Regions from separate parts of the Drosophila melanogaster genome. Here region 2 is linked to region 1. The links are chromatin contacts, called in public Hi-C maps. All regions are on one chromosome and are shown on one strand. Each heading gives the region's core, a stretch centred on a gene start, on an enhancer-like site or on the middle of the called end of the contact. The rest is flanking DNA. Distances are from core to core; before and after follow the strand shown.

Region 1 (2,700 bases), core at 48-2,547:
TTTCCGGTATGCTGCTAAAAGTGTTCTCCACAATAGCGCACATTAGCTTCTGTCCATATACGGTATCGGCTGCAACGTCGACCACCACAGCTCCGCCCAGGGAGCGTCCGAAAAGTATCAGTTGCGAGTGGTCCAGGTCGTGGCGGGTGTGCAGGTAGTCAATGGCCGCTCTGGCGTCGGTGACCAGACCCCGCTCGGTGGGTACACCGGTGGATAGGCCATATCCGCGGTATTCCACCATCAGAACATTGCAGTGCAGATGGTGGTAGATGCCCCACACCTGAGAAGCGTGTCAGAGAATTGTAAAGTAATGTCGTTATCAGAATTGGCGCTCCCCTTACGTTTTGCATGCGGTGTCCCATGTTGCCAGCGTTGCCGTGGAAGTAGAGCAGCGTGGGCGACGACTTGGAGCGCTCCTCCGGTTGGGTAACCCAGAAGGCGTGCAGAGTGACATCGTCGGGTGTCTTGATGCTGACCGTAATGTGCGGCAGGTTGTGCATTGTCGGAATGGGTATGTAAATGCGGGAGTTGGCTGGCAAGTCCGGATGGTAGAGAAGCAGGTCCTGGGCATAGTAGAATATCACTGCAAGGGCAGGCACTTAGTGACGAATGACTGGTCTGAAGCAGAATACGTACGCAGGATGATCCCAGCGAAGAGTGCCAACGTCATGTAACCGCCGTAGAAATAGTAGAAAATGAAGCACAACAGGAAGGCAGCGAGTACTCCCACGCCCACGCCGCGGGACTTGGGCAGAGCGATGCCCACTTCTTTCATGTTCGCCTGTGGTCCAGCTGCGCTACATGTCCAACGCTCTAATTTAATTAAATTGCATCAATTCCAGCGCCAGCAACACAAACGATTTGTAATTGTACACCGCCCACAGCTGATTTCCAAGACACCTGTGCAGTGCGAAAAGTTATCGATAACGCAGTACAGTAACTACTGACGATCAGCGACCCCGATAAGGTTGTGATCATGTGGCTATAATGAACTACTACTACTAAAATTATTAAATATCGTTCAACTCAACATTCAACTCATAAAATAAAATCAGTCAAGTAATTAAGTAGTTTATTTCTTTTTGACATATTCTGGATAACTTGAAACGCTACATTTAATAATTTTATGCCTATGAAAAGGAATATATAATATCAATATAAATTCAATTCATGACTCTATTTACTTTATTTTATATTTATATAAATGTTGTACATGTTTTATATTATTATGCAAGCGATATATCCCGCATCATCACTGTCGCGCGGTGTGCCATCTCTACTGCAGCACGCACGGTCCCACTAATTCAAGATGGTGGAAAGATTTCTGCTGCGTCGCATGAGTAAAACGTGAAAAACGATCATTTTGTTTCGAAAAAGTGCATTTCAAAACAAGTGGGCAGCGGGAAAAACATAAACATTCGCCAGCGACCGCATGCAAGTGAGCCCCCTGTATTTAATGAGCGCTACAAGGCAACTGTGTGTGCTACCACGACAATATAATGAGCCAGGTGAGTAGGCCTTGAAAAAGCTGTGGTTGTCAAACATCGGTGTGTGTGGAAAAATCGGAAAAACTATGAATTTCTTATATCATTTGAAACCAGACAAGTCAAAACAGTTTGATCCAGGCTGTCGTGTGAGTAAAAACGTAAATCAAATGCTACACACAAGGCAATCGCTCAGTTTTGTGGGCGTGGCTGCTCAGCAACGAAGTCTGTAGAAGTCCCCTCGTCGCGAGACACCTACACTTTGATGACTGGCCGTGCGGCTGCTGGCGGAGCATTTGGATAAAAGGATTTATTTCTCCACTATTCCGAGAGTGTTTCATCCTTCCGACAGTGCCTGACAGTTCCCAAGGCTTCAACGTGGCAGCCAAGGTGGATTTTGTGGAAATCCATTGGGTACCCATTTTCGCAAATTCTACTCAAATTCAAGAATTTCTGTTTGTTTTTATCAATAGCGGCTGTTAAAATCCTGTAATTTCCATGGATTTCCTTCCTTTTTCGATAAAATGGAAAATTTTCACCGATTACGTAATCAGAAATGGCTAGGTGCAAAGTTTCCTCTCTTGTACTTCTGACCAAATTCCAGGGATTTTCGAGCCCGCCAAAAGGCTACCAGCAATAATTTTCCTTAAATTCCTCCTCTTTTCGACAGATACAATGATTAAAAATAATTTTTTCCGCTTTGCCATTCCTATTTCCACAGTTTTGTGCCTTTTTCAGGGAAAGATCCCGCCCAGAACATCGATTTCCCGCTTGTTTCTAAGGATATCCGGGTTTCTAATCACCAGGAAGAAGTGTCGTGTGATTACCGCGTTCTCTTCAAAGTAGTCATGTGCTTCTGTCGTGTGCTTCCTGGAACTACAAAACGCAATACATTTTGTTTTACCCTTTTTGGCCAAAAACTGCCATAAACAAATTTCTGGAGAGGATTAGTCCTGTGTAAGCCATGAGAGTGCGTTTTATGAAAGTTTCTTCACGCCGTTTTGTTTTATAATCTGTTCAGCACGGCCCAAGAGCCAAGTTTTCGAAGTTTTCCGTGGTTTTACCAGGCTTTTGTGGAATCTAAAGTGCGACCTCACTCTGGACAGGATTGAGCCATCTTCTTGTTTTAAAATGTCACTTTAAGTCGTTGCCTATAGTTCAGTGATTGTGTAACCCATTCCTTACTTCTAAGGAGCTGAATAAGGGGAATATTAAA
Region 2 (2,700 bases), core at 148-2,647, 460 kb before region 1:
ATATTTATCTGATTAAGATCTGTTCGCAATAGGGTCGATTCCCTTATTTCCCTTTAAAGATCCGTGTTAAAAACTATCTACGCTTTCCAAATGTAGACTTAACATTAATTTATTTTTGCTAAACCACGAAGAATGTGACGAAGTCGAAGTAAATTACCAACAAATTACAATAACGGAGTTTCATTAACATCTAATAATTGGGCAGATTTCTAGCTGCTGGTCAAGTGATGGATATGTTGAGAGCTCGCTGCGCTGCCTCCTGGGACCTAGGACAGCAGGCACTTGTCCTTGCCATTTCCCTGCTGATTGCCACCACCGCCAACAGCCACTTGCTGGGCGTTGCTTGGTGCCGGAGCTTGACGGTTGCTTTCCGCCGCGTCATCCTGCTCCATAATGGATAAGGCTAGTGCTCGTGCTAGGGCCTCGTCTTCGCTCTGCAAGTTTTCAATAATGTATTCATAAACTTTGATGAAGTCTAAAACGGTCTAGATGACTCATGACCAGTATTTCAATCATGGAGTCATAAAGTTTGATAAAGTCTAAAACGGTCTAGATGATTAGTTGAGACCAGCTTGCCAACTCACCATATTGCCCTGTATGTTTTGTACTTGTGTGGCCTGCACAGGTCGAGGTCTGGAATTGGTATTGCTGATGCTATTGCTCGCGGGCCTTCTGTTCTGCCTTCTCTCGGCCGCCTGGGCAGCCATGGATCGTGAGTCCGAGGAGGTCTTGAATATGGACTGAAATCCCCCACGGCTGGACGTTGTCGAAGATGCAGGCACTGGCTTGCAGTCGTGGTCGCTGGTGTGTCGATGACGCAGGCAAAAGTTCAAGCGACACTGCGAGCAGGTCACCGGGATGAGCTCCTTTCGCTTGCAGCCCTTGGCATTGCAGCGATTGGTGTAGATCTTCTTGCTCTCCGATTTGCACTGCTGGTCAATGTGCTGGCCAACAGTGACATCGGGCTCCACTCCGGGTGGCGTGGGCACGGGCTCCCGACACAGTGGGCAGACGGGCACCTGAACGTTCTTCTTGTAGGCTCCTGGACAGCTGTGGCGGTCGTAGCTGTAGTGAGAGGCGCAGAAGACCTTGTCGCACGAGTCGCACTTAACGGGCAGAAAATCTGGACGTGGATGGAACTTAATTCAATTAGCTTCTGCTTCCTGGTTGGCGTATGGCATTCGATCTTACCCAATCTGTTGCACGTTGCCTCACTGCAGTGCTGTCCCAAGTGTGGAAATTCCATGATTGTACTTCTCCGGTTACTGTTTTCCTCTACACTAAGCAGACACGTTGCTTCGGATGCTATATATGGTTGTTATTGGGAAAACTTCGAGAAACAAATGAGATTGTAAATGACTAAACACTTATTTCTTTTTGTTGTGTTCGGTGTGACCGTAGGGCAGGTTATGAGGAATACTCCCTTACGAAAATGCAGTGTTACAAAAATACCAGAACACCATTGCTGGCAAAAAATATATAATTAATTTAAAATTATTAATTTTAAGTTTCGTAAAAACAGTTTGAATATTCTTTTCTTGATCTACATATTTATAAATATCAACAAATCTAAATTTATGATATTGAAGATTTTAAAGCCAGTTGCTTCATCCTATTTATTACTGCACTGAAGATTTACTTTGATATTGAATCGCAGAATTCTTTCCTTTTCGAAAATATTCCAAAAAAGGTGGAAATATTCATATAATTAATCAGGCAATCTACGAATATGTACAAAACAACACCAAAATATTTACATCTATACATATTTACAAATTTATTGTTGAAATGCTCTGTTTGTCATGATACAAAATGTTTAATTGGAATATATATATATAAATACATAATTATACCAACAGTAAACAGGGAAACCCATTTCCCAATAATAATGGTATAAACTTCAATTTGGAAATTGCCAATGAGTCTTCTTCACTTTCAACTAACTAACTAGATCCATGGCTTTGTTTTAGATAATACCGAATACAATTTTTGAATGAGAATACGCAGATCCCTGGGTCTGTAGCAAACTTTCAGCTTTCTGATAATAATTACTGTGTACGAATAAAGAGATAGAGGCATTGTGAATGCATCGCGAAATGCTTGAGAGGAATCGGAAGCAGTTTCCCAAAAAATACGAGCTTCGGCGGCAAATTGCAAGATAAGTGCTTAAGGCGAAGTTGTAGCTCCAAATCGCAAGATTAAGATCGAATTTGGTCCCGCAGAATTAGTTAATAGCGCGCATAGCTGTTGGTTATGCAAAAGTTTTTGGAAATGCAACGATAATCGGAATAAAAGTTAAACGATTTCGCGGGCAAACGGAGCAAAGGCCTCCCAATAGCTGACGATCTGAAAAGCAACGAGAATCGTTAGCAATAAGTGGGTTCACGGTATGGGAATATGGCTATCTACCTGTTGCTGATGCGCCATTTGGTCTTCTATATACTTGATAATGTTTACTTTAAAGTCTTTAACTCTGGTCAATTCGAAACGCTCCATCTCACGCTTAATTTCCGCCGAAATGTCGTCGAACTGCTGCTGACAGCGCTGAACCTTTCCCTGCCACTGCAAAATTCAAAAAATGACTCATTGGGAAAATCGTAAATTACTTGCCCCACTCACCTCGTCCACTTCCTGCTGGGCCTGATCCAGCTTGTCCGCCCTATTGGCTAGCTCGAAGCGTCCACGGTTCTCACGCCGCTT

The links. A called contact is a pair of places that touch in the nucleus more often than the background predicts.
Region 2: a Hi-C map of the S2 cell line shows a contact between it and region 1, with 3 times the contacts expected there. The contact joins the promoter of CG12795 here to the promoter of Chd1 in region 1. A contact is called at or near these places in 47 of 107 Hi-C or Micro-C datasets (the Clone 8 cell line, the D17-c3 cell line, the Kc167 cell line and 17 more) and 1 of 6 datasets of contacts at active chromatin or transcription factors (the Kc167 cell line).

Annotation. Positions count from the first base shown.
Region 1 is chr2L:2,986,320-2,989,019 of dm6, reverse strand. Chd1 (Chromodomain-helicase-DNA-binding protein 1) reads left to right here and starts at 1,297. Exons shown (of 7, transcript NM_001273046.1): 1 at 1,297-1,508. The coding sequence starts at 1,500. It overlaps Bem46, which reads right to left and starts at 904. Exons shown (of 5, transcript NM_058024.4): 1 at 637-904; 2 at 342-583; 3 at 1-280. The coding sequence starts at 775.
Region 2 is chr2L:3,451,163-3,453,862 of dm6, reverse strand. CG12795 reads right to left here and starts at 1,397. Exons shown (of 3, transcript NM_001103604.2): 1 at 1,192-1,397; 2 at 585-1,123; 3 at 108-434. The coding sequence starts at 1,246. The coding sequence ends at 267. It overlaps Snx1 (Sorting nexin 1), which reads right to left. Exons shown (of 5, transcript NM_134933.2): 3 at 2,620-2,700; 4 at 2,410-2,562; 5 at 1,757-2,346. The coding sequence ends at 2,296. Cog3 (Component of oligomeric golgi complex 3) reads left to right here. Exons shown (of 8, transcript NM_134935.3): 8 at 1-166.